2 separate regions of the Lactuca sativa genome follow, and region 1 is linked to region 2. The links are chromatin contacts, called in public Hi-C maps. All regions are on one chromosome and are shown on one strand. Each heading gives the region's core, a stretch centred on a gene start, on an enhancer-like site or on the middle of the called end of the contact. The rest is flanking DNA. Distances are from core to core; before and after follow the strand shown.

Region 1 (5,450 bases), core at 308-2,807, 200 kb after region 2:
AAAAAGATATGATCCATAAAAGAAGGATGTGTAATGTACCAAAAAGTTAAAATACATTAACGAAACAAGAAAATGGATGAGAAAACAATAAAAATAGAATAGAAAAAGATATCATGAACCATTTCTTGAAATAACCCAAGTAAAGCCAAAAAATAGGATACAAAAAACAACAGAGTCGTGTGATGTAGCAAAAGGTTAAAATTAAACAGTGAAACAAGAAACAGGGAAAGAAAACATATAATACAAGAGATATATGTTCACTGTTCCTTGAATTAATTCAAGATTAGATGAGTATAAAGTTTTTTTCTTTTCACTCAATTTTCATTTCAGGAGAAGAATATGCAACGATAGCATCAAGCTATAAGCAAAATTCTCATATTGCTTTCTGAGATTCTTGGGCATGTTATATGATCAATCAAATTCTTTTTTAACTGTGGATTCCATAACTTGTCAGTAAAATCTAAGAATGCAACTTGAAAGAAACACTTGTCTTCTAAGACTAAATACCAAAGTCACGAACAAGATAATGAACAATACGCATCAAAAAATGCTAAAAATACAAGTGGACTCAAACAGAGAATATCAATTGTTCTAGACTTCAATCCAGTCGCTTAAACATCAATTACATAGCTACATAACAGCTTCGCGATTGAACATATAACACTTGCAACAAGGGGGTGTTTCGATGTTTAGCTTCAGAAGCAACTCGAAGAATATAATCAAAATGATTAAAGAAATAGTATGCGCAATCAGATCAAAGTTCATTATAAACGGTATAACCCAGAACACGGATGACGGACAAGATTTACGCATGCAAAATGAAGCATAAAAACAAGAAATTATGGAGTAACTGAGTCTAATTAACCTCTAATCGGAGATTGCATCTGATGAGCTTCTGCACGTATTCAATCACGTCTTTCCTCTTCTCATCAGAATCCAAAGTCGGGTGGATGCAATTCAACACTTCCCGAACCGGGTCTTCAGCTAAAACCCAAGTCTCCGCCCGAATCGAATTCGGATCCGGATTAGACAATGGTGCGGCAAACGTGGGCGAAAACGGGCGATCCTCTTCCATAGCAAGATCGCCCATTCAAAAAGAACCAAGAGGAAATGAAAAAAGATATAGGTGTATCGTATATTTATGGTAACGCAAAAACCCTTGGAAATATCAGTCAAATTCCCCGAAATTCGCACAGAAAAGGGGGTTTTGAATGTGATAGCAAAACCATGATTGTAGAATCGGAAGCAAAATTGAGGGGAAAACAAGGAAAATTTGGAAAAAGGTTTGAAGGGTTTATGGAGAAAGAATACACACGGAATTCTCTATGTTGTGTATACGCTTATCTATAGAGCCCAAATCCAGAAGGCTCACCTCTCGATCTTTTCTTCTTCGTCGGTTACTCTGACATGGATATAGAGATATACAGAAAGTGTACGCATAGGTTAAATATATTGTCTCTTTATGTATGTTATGTATCGATCTCTGAACCGAGCACGATACGCGACGCCCTGGAAGCGAAGGGATAATTTTAGAGCAATTAGCAAAGAGCATGTGTTCTTTTACAATTTATAATCTGATGAGAAATTTCGCGAAATGCAACCCCTAGAGTATTAGTTACCTTACTCTTACTGTCTTATCCTTCTTTTTTTTTTTTTTTTTTTTTTTTTTTTTTTTAATTACAATAATCATCCTAAAAAATGATGATAGAGTGACAACATAATTTGCGGTTGATGGCGAAAAATAGCATCATAATTTGTCAAAATTTTCAATTATTGCAAAATATATTATTACTAAATATAAATATAACAATATATTATTTATTGTTTACAAGTACAATAGTAGGAAAATTTTCATGTAATTTGGTTAAGATTAAGTATAAGTATTTGACTAGATTATTGAAAATTTTCATGTAATCTGGTCAAAATTAAGCATTTGACTTTTACAAACAGAAAAATATCATTGCTTTTTATATATATATTTTTAGTATTTGTTATTATTTGTTTATTATTTATTAATTAAAAAATAAATTAAGGGATATATATATATATATATATATATATATATATATATATAGAGAGAGAGAGAGAGAGAGAGGTAGGTTCAAATGTTTCTCACATATATTATGTGCTAGAATGCACCAATAGGAATTTAATATTAATTATATGTATATTAAATTTTATCCATATTTATAACTCATTTTTATGGAAACTAATTAAATTTGTCATTAATGTCAATAATAATATTCTTTCAGAATGAAATCATATCTAGAAGAATGAGAGTGTATTCCAGCAGAATAAGAATGTATTATAATAGAATACACTCTCGTTCTTCATATTCTATGCAACTTTATTGTATTTTAAGTTAGTGGGTCCTGAAACAAAATACTAACTCATATATAAAACCTAGATGCGAATTCATTCTGAAAGAATGTTATTGCTGACATTAATGACGAATTTAATTAGTTTCCATAAAAAGATAATTATAATTATGGATATCATTTAATATACATATAATTATAGAAATCATTTAATATCTATATTTATTTAATTAAATAATTATTTCATTTACTAAATTCCTATTGGTGCATTGTAGCACACAATAAATGTAAGAAACAAAATAACCTAACCCCTTATATATATATATGAGACTCACTCTCACTCCCACCACCACCACCCCTACTAAATGAACTGATAACTAACAGTAGTCATAACCATCCACCGATAACCACAGCAAAAAACCTGAAAATCATAAAATAAACTTGAATTAAATCAACCATCATACCTTATTTGAAAAACATAATCATCAAATAAACTTGAAATCAATCAACCACCATACACCACTTGAAAAACCTGGCCGCCACTACCACCTCTACCATCAAACCACCTCTACAACCATTTTGAAAAATCCCCATAAAAACCTAAAAATCGATCGCCAAGGCGCCAAGCAAAAGAGGTTCAGGTCAGCGATGAACAAGCATATATGAATTTGGTTTAGGTTACAAGGTAGGAAAATGAAGAGATAAGGAAGGTAATAGATGAGAAAGTAAAAACAAGAGAGAGGGAACTGTTGTTGGTGCGACAGTGAGAGACGATTCAGAGCGGCAGTCCGATGAACAACCAATTGTGGATCATGTTTGATGTTGTCATGCGAATTTTTGTGGTACATAAGCTTCAGAGTGTAGGTAGGTGGTATGAAATGTTCTACGATGAGGATTTAGAGGTTTCTAGAGGCGAATGGCAGCAACGGACGACCGTCTGACTATGATGGTCCATAATGGTTTAAGTTCATTTCAAATGAGATATGATATAATATATATATATATATATATAGAGAGAGAGAGAGAGAAAGAGACAAAGAGAAAGAGAGAGAGAGAGTTAATTGAGAAAAAAAAGGTTGCGAATGAGGAAATGAATTTGAGTCACTTGTTTCGAATATGTCGCTTAAGTGTTCCAGAATATAGGGTCGACGAAACATGTCATATTCATATATGAATACGTATATTGTAACACCTGTGTTCCAAGTATCTTTCATTTTTAACCTTAAAGTATAAAATTATTTGCAAAAATGGTCCTTACGTGGGGCGTTTGGTACGTCGAGCGTAGTACACTAAGTGATGGTGAGGAGGTTGTTGCATACGTTGGGTGTACGAAAGAGTATGTTGGGCGTACTCACGAAGACTTCAAACCATAATTTTTAGGGTTTGGAACATATTTAAAGAACTTTATGGCCTCAAACCTTTTCCTTACCTCCAGCCTCCATCCCTTTTAGCCCTCATCTCGAAAGCCTAACCCTTGTGTGCCAAAATTAAAGATTTTAAGTGATATTTTTGTGTTCTTGGTGATGAAGGAAATCCTTTAAAGTAGTGGTATTGCTCTCAAGCTTTCAAATCCAAATTCTTTTCATCCTTGTGAATCTTCAGGAGGTATAAATTTCATACCTTGGAGCTTACTTTGCTAGATCTTGTTTAAGCTTAGATTTATGACCTTTTTGTCTTAAAACCTTCATTTTTGTGAGTATGGAATACTCCAGAGCTTTTGAGTTGCTCATTCAGACGTTTTAGGGTGTATAGTATCATAAAAATGCAATCTTGGTCCTTTCCTTTCATCCATGCATGAATCATGTAGTTTTTGGTGATGTTGGAAGTTAGGGTTTTGGGATTAAGCTTCCTTTTGCCATGCAAAGGCAAAAGGGTTACAATTTTATGATTTTAGACATTGATTGGAGTTAGATCTGAAGTTTGGATGTTAAGTCTTAGAGCATTAAGTCCTTAGTTTAGAGTTTGGGACCCAGGGGATTATGTTGGGCGTAACCCTTAGTACGTTGGGCGTAGAAGGATTTCGTCATGTAAGTCTTCCAAGGTTCGAGCATACGTTGAGCGTAATGTGGAGTACATCGGGCTTACTCCTAGAAAACACATTGGGCCAAGTTTGGGCCTTGGGTTATTAAGGATTTTAGGGCCTTGATTAGTTAGGTTATGTATAGGAAAGGCAAAATGGTCTTGTACCCTTCATACGATAAAAGATGATATGGACCATTGTTTATAGGTTAAACCCTATTTTTTATTAAGATTGTTATTAGGTTATGATTAGTGTGAGGATCAGTGTTAGCAGCAACTTAAGTGTGTGATTCAGTTATCTTCAGTTAGATGTGAGTCTTCTTATCACACTAGTGGGTCGAAGTCACCAAGGTCGGCCCATTTATTTGTATGTGTAGAATGTATGTCATTATGGGACTATTACTTATGTGATTGTATGATATATACATGGAGCCAATTTGGGCTCAGAGTCATTATGGACTCGGGGTTGATACGGACCCGAGGGTTGATATAGGCCCGAAAGTTATTTTTTGTTACATGGGGTTGATACCGACCCATGGTTTATTACGGACATGACATAGCCACGTGTTGTTATATTTATGTGTATAGTGAATGTTGTATTTTGGGGAAGCTCACTAAACTTTGTGCTTACAGATATGTTTTTGGTTTCAGGTACCTTCGGTACAAAAGGGAAGGGCTCGTCGTGATGGCACAACATTCGCCCCCTTATGATTTCCGCATTTATGATCTCTTTTACTCTGATATTTTGTGACGATTGTATTTTGGATGATTTCGAGACATGCGATGTTTAGATTGATGAACTAAAAATGAAAACTTTACTTATAAACTTTGGGTCGTTACATACATGGATATGTATATTCATATATAAATTAGTGTATTCATATATGAATACGTATATTTATATATGAATAAGTATAGAGGAAGTAGTTATTCATATATAAATATGGTGGTGATGGTAGTGGAGGAGGTAGCAGTGGTTGGTGGTGTAGGTGGCAATGGTGGTTGGTAATGGTGGTGGTGGCTGGTGGTGGAGGGAAGGTGGCGGATTCATATATGAACACACTTATACTTATATTTATATGAATATTACTCATCCTTCGTCGTTCTGATATG
Region 2 (5,315 bases), core at 756-3,255:
TATGTAATCAAAATCGGATCATACCGATGTTACTTTCTTGTAAATTTGTGCAGGATTTGTACATTCGCTATACGGATATTCATGAGTTAGCATTTCTAATACACACATTCCGAATGAGTAGACATCAACCAATTCGTTGTAGTTTTCATCATAAAGCTCAGGTGCCATGAACTCTGGTGTGCCTGATATAATTTCACATGTTAATATGTTTATTTTTTTTAACATAAATAAGTTGAAATTAACCAATATCTTAATATTTGTATCTAGAGATGTACCAATGATTGTATGTGCTCTAAAAGAGCCACGAAGAATAGCTGCAAGGCCAAGATCACCAATCTTTACTTGACTCAAATGCCCATTTACAAAAATATTGTCACATTTAAGGTCTCTATGGATCACAGGCGGATCATGCCCATGAAGATAAATCAGGCCCGAGAGAATCTGGCGGGCCCAAATCTTTATGGCCCGGATATCCACTTTATTATATTTCTTCCTGTATCTGAACATTCATACATACATACACATAAAGAATTAGCAAAAGAAGGAAAATGTATTGATAATTAATTAGTGTGATAAAGAAAAGATTACTCTTTGAGGGTTCCTGAAGTGAACAATTCAGTAATGAAATTAAAGGTTCTTCGATCCACATCAATCCATGAGGTGTAGAATTTGATGATTGAATCATGATTGAGGGTGCCAAGAAGGTGAACCTCTGAGTAGAGACGTTTTAAGTCTTCAGGAGATCTGAGCAAGTTGTTAAGCTTCACTTGGCCCCACGCAACTTCCATTCCAAGAACTTCATCAATGGCTTTGTATACAGTTTTCATTGCCCCTTTTCCAAGAACTTCCTTAAACTGCTCATTAAAAAAAATTAAAATTGAAATTAAAATCACTGTGAATCAAGAAACCAAAAGACCATTGTCATCATACATGGTCTGTGCAGGGTATGCACGTGCATGCTCTGAAAAGAAATTTGCAGTGTAAACAAATAAAATAAAAATAAAAATAACTCTGCCACTAGTTTCGCTATGATTTTCAGATCAATTTAAACCACCAAATTTGTTCAACGATCATCAAGATTAGATTATTTTCTCATATGCAAGAGTTTTAACTCCAAAAAGGCCATTCATTTTATAAAGATTGCATCAAAATTTCATTTTGCGGCATCAAATAACATCAAAGGTGAGTACTTTCATCATTCTTCTGAAAGGAATCAAACGTAAAAGTCCTCAATGGATTAGAACTCCATTTTGGAATTCCATTTCTAAAATCTTTATAGAAGCCCATCACATGATGAAATTCCACATAATCAAATTCTAGGGCTTAAAATTCACCAATACTTTAACAATCAAAAGAAACAATTGCAAGAATGACCCATCAAAGTAGTCATCATACCCGACCATATCGACCAGTTGGGTCGGTCTCAACATAGCGATGACGAGCATCTTCATCACCAGAAGGAGATCTTGATTTGGGATTAAGCATGGCTGCAGCTTTTCTTGACCCCAAAAGTTGCTTAAGAAACTATATAATATAAAGTTGAAGAAGATACGTGTATTAATGTAAGAATATGAAACCAGAGGAGAACAGAGAAAAAAAGAAGAGCACCCACTATCTAAATAAAGATTTTTAGGGTTTTTACCGTCATTATTTTTCACAGAAGAAGACACCAAACATGAGCCAAAAATGACGATTGCAGTTAATCTGCTGCAGTATCCAAGAATCAGCCATATTCATCTCTACTACCTTTGACAAGTCGTTGTTTTTTAACTTCTTAATTAAAGAATTCATGCTAGTAAACCTCTGATTTTGGGTGAAGTAAAAATTACGAAGGTTGAGGAATTTGAACAGGTGGGTCTAGGTTTGAATTGACAAGGGAATATTTATGAAAAATGTGTGTGGGTAATCCAGAGGAATTGGACTCTTGTGTGAGTCAAAACTCAAAAAGTTTCAAGAATGGAGATGAAGGTGAGAGACAAATGACGACGATAAGGATCTTTGAGCTTTAGGATCTGTGGCCATAGTTAGTTGGAGCCACGCGTGAGTGGGGTGGGGTTGGGTGGGTTGATAAGACAAAAGGAGAAGGAAGAAGTGCTTCTTGTTGTTGACTACTGATTGAATGGCTGGAAGCTTTCCTTCAAGGGCTAATATTCAAAAGTTATATGAATAGTCCTTCAAGTTTAGAAAAAATATGAATTATAAGATATTAAAAGGGTGCCAAATGAAAGTCCATCGTTTCCAAAATTTCATCCGATTTTAAAACGTACTTAACGTAACGTAGGGATGAATATTTTAACCGAAAGATAGAATCGGAATCGTTTAGTGGTATTCAGTTCGGTTATTGATTTTTAGTTTGCAGTTTATTTGGTTTTCGGCTCTAATCTGGTTTGGACCGATTATGGTTTTGAACACCTTCTTAGACAGCATACTTGTTAGGGGGTGTTTGGCAAAGCTTAAAAAAAAAGAATTTTTTGACTTATTACTGGTTTGGTATCGGTATAAGTCAAAAAAAGTATTTGGATAAAAAATAATATATAGTTGTTGGTAACCTCTAATAAGTCAAAAAGTGATAAGTAACTTATCCCTTATTTATTAAAAACTCATTATTTCACCAAATAAGTTATAAGTCAAAAACTCATAAGTCTTTTCAAATAAGCTTTGTCAAACACCCTCTTAGTAGAACCGGAACCGGTTAGTAGCATTCGGTATGGTTTTCGGTTTTTCGGTTTAGGATTGGTTTGGTGTTGACCGATTTACATGCCAAACGTAACTTTTACCGAAACTCAAAGCATCCACAATAGGAGTCAGGAGAGTTGAATGAGGTGGAAACTCTAGTTATCATCCAATTGATGAAACTTTACCATTATGACTCATATTTATGAGCTACCAATGGCACCTTGTCATTCAATGACTTTGTAGCTCAATGGTAACTGAATCGTTTAATGGAAAAAAAAAATTCAATACTTAGATAAACATTTGAATATGTTTTATTGAACTTCATAAAATTTAATGTATTGTTGGAAAAAAAAAATAATAGAATTGCATGGAATATAGAGTGATAATCAATTAAACTATATGAAATTTAATGTATTATGTATGCCCTTGTATAAATGACATTATCCATATCATCGTATTTGAAGTCTCATATTACATATTTGAGGGTGTGTGTGATGTTAAAATGTGGCCAGATAATTTTGATTAATCTGACTAGTCATTAATAACAATTTTTTTGAAAAAAAAAAAGAATTTGGATAATATTTTATGCTAATTTTAGGGACGTGATACTATAATACATGTCATGGTATGTGATAAGAATTATTAAGCTAATCGTTAAGGACTACAAGTTATTGGAATTTAGATATTATTTACATATTAGATATTGTTTATGTATAATTTTTATTAGCTTGTGCCTTAAGTTAGGTCATTCCATTTTTTATCTTTTTCCATGTATTTAAACCTTCTATTGATCAATAAAAGAATCCGAATATTTATGTTGTCAATTTCTAGATGGTATCAGAGCGGGTTTTAACCAAACACACCAAACCCTAATCGATCGACAATCATGACAAGCACTGCAGAGAGTTCAAACCTGAAGAAGAACAATGGCGTTCCAAATAAGAACTCCACATTTTACATTCATGCATCTGATTACTCCAAATAGATGCATGTCAACAAAACTCTCAATGACAACAACTATACAGATTGGTCTCAAGAGATGATGAACTTTCTCTTTGCCAAAAATAAGGTTGGTTTAGTTGATGGGTCCATCGCGAAAATCAGGAAAGGATTTAGCTGAATACATGTCCTGGATGCGTTGTGATGTCATTGTAAAAGGGTGGTTTTGGATTAATGTCTAAGTCCATAACTATATTTGGTATGTACTTGACCCGACCCGGCATGGTCTATTTGGGTTGCACTTCACCGGCACAATTTATATGGATAATCTTTTGAGAATAGTATATTTATGATTATAGTAATATATTATAAGTTCTAATATATTAATATGGAATCATATTATTTAATTAGTATTGATCAAGATTTAATTTAGAATTAATTAAGTGATCAAAATAAACTAATTAAATATGGACTTTTAGATATATGTGTGTGATGGGCCAAGTTCATTTAGGTTGGGCTAAGATTTCATGGATAGTCCATGGAGCGTTTAACCCATGGATCATATGAAATGAAAGGTCATGGGTTTAACCCTAGTCTCCACACTATATAAAGATGTCCTTGGTTGGTGAAATTGGCACTAGTGTGGGTACACTAAGAGGGCTAGCCGATTTCACTAGAGAGAACCAAAGTATTCTTATTCTCAAAGTCTTCCAAGTTGTTTTGGTGATTTGTGATTCCACTTGAGGCTTCCACACTATTGTGGCTAAGCTGTTAAAGCTTGAAGACATCAAGCTACACCAAAAGGTATGTCATCTAACTAGTCTTTGTAGTATAGTTTCCTCATAGTATGCTAGTTAGGATTAAAGCCTTGGAAAGTTATTATTTGCATGTATAATAGAGAAAAACATAGATCCAAGGTTTATAGGGTTGCATGTACACCATAGGAGTGTTAGAATGCTCAAAACCCAACAGTGGTATCAGAGCCTAGGTTTGTTTTCTTGTTATACTTGCAAAAATTGGCTTAAAATCGAATTTTGGTGTTGTCTACACAGCAAACTCGCCGAGTCCACCGATGGACTCGTCGATTCCAAGACAAAAAGCATCCAACTCGCCGAGTTGGTTCGTGCACTCGACGAGTTGGACCCCCAGACAGCATATATTCGATTGTTTTGGCTGGAATTGGACTAGGAACATTACCCTAAGATGTTTTTGGACTTATAAACTTGTTATTGATGTGGTAATGTTCATGCTAATCCAATTTCAAAGATAATTGTCAATAGATTCATGTTTTGTATTAGTTTAAGAGTATTGCTAATTACATGGAAAAGTTTGATGTGTATTATATTTGTTCATATGAGTTGCTTAGATTAATAGAAAAGTTAATTGAATAGTTGTTTTCAATCCATTTTAATCTAAAAGTTGATTCTAAAATGTGTTTTTGTAACTTGTCCTCAAGTTATATGAAAAGTCACATTTAAGTTTCATAAAACTCATAAAAGTTGGGAATGGTTACAAAAAATGAAGAGTCTTGTCCTCAAGTTATGGAGGTTCAAGAGTCACTTCATTAAGTAATAAAATATGTAACCTTAATTAATTTCATAAGTTACAAAATAAGGAAAAGTTACATTCTTTTATTAGTTTAAAGTCTTCCATAACTTGTCCTCAAGTTATGGAACTTGAAGAGTCTTTTAATTAAAACT

Evidence for each region. A called contact is a pair of places that touch in the nucleus more often than the background predicts.
Region 1: a contact with region 2 is called in a Hi-C map of bud, with 5 times the contacts expected there. The contact joins the promoter of LOC111878737 here to the promoter of LOC111878731 in region 2. A contact is called at or near these places in 3 of 4 Hi-C or Micro-C datasets (bud and leaf).

The regions. Positions count from the first base shown.
Region 1 is chr5:349,768,150-349,773,599 of Lsat_Salinas_v11, forward strand. LOC111878737 reads right to left here and starts at 1,558. Exons shown (of 9, transcript XM_023875241.2): 1 at 866-1,558. The coding sequence starts at 1,090.
Region 2 is chr5:349,562,761-349,568,075 of Lsat_Salinas_v11, forward strand. LOC111878731 (probable serine/threonine-protein kinase WNK4) reads right to left here and starts at 2,006. Exons shown (of 8, transcript XM_023875235.3): 1 at 1,643-2,006; 2 at 1,396-1,524; 3 at 589-854; 4 at 276-499; 5 at 25-182. The coding sequence starts at 1,648.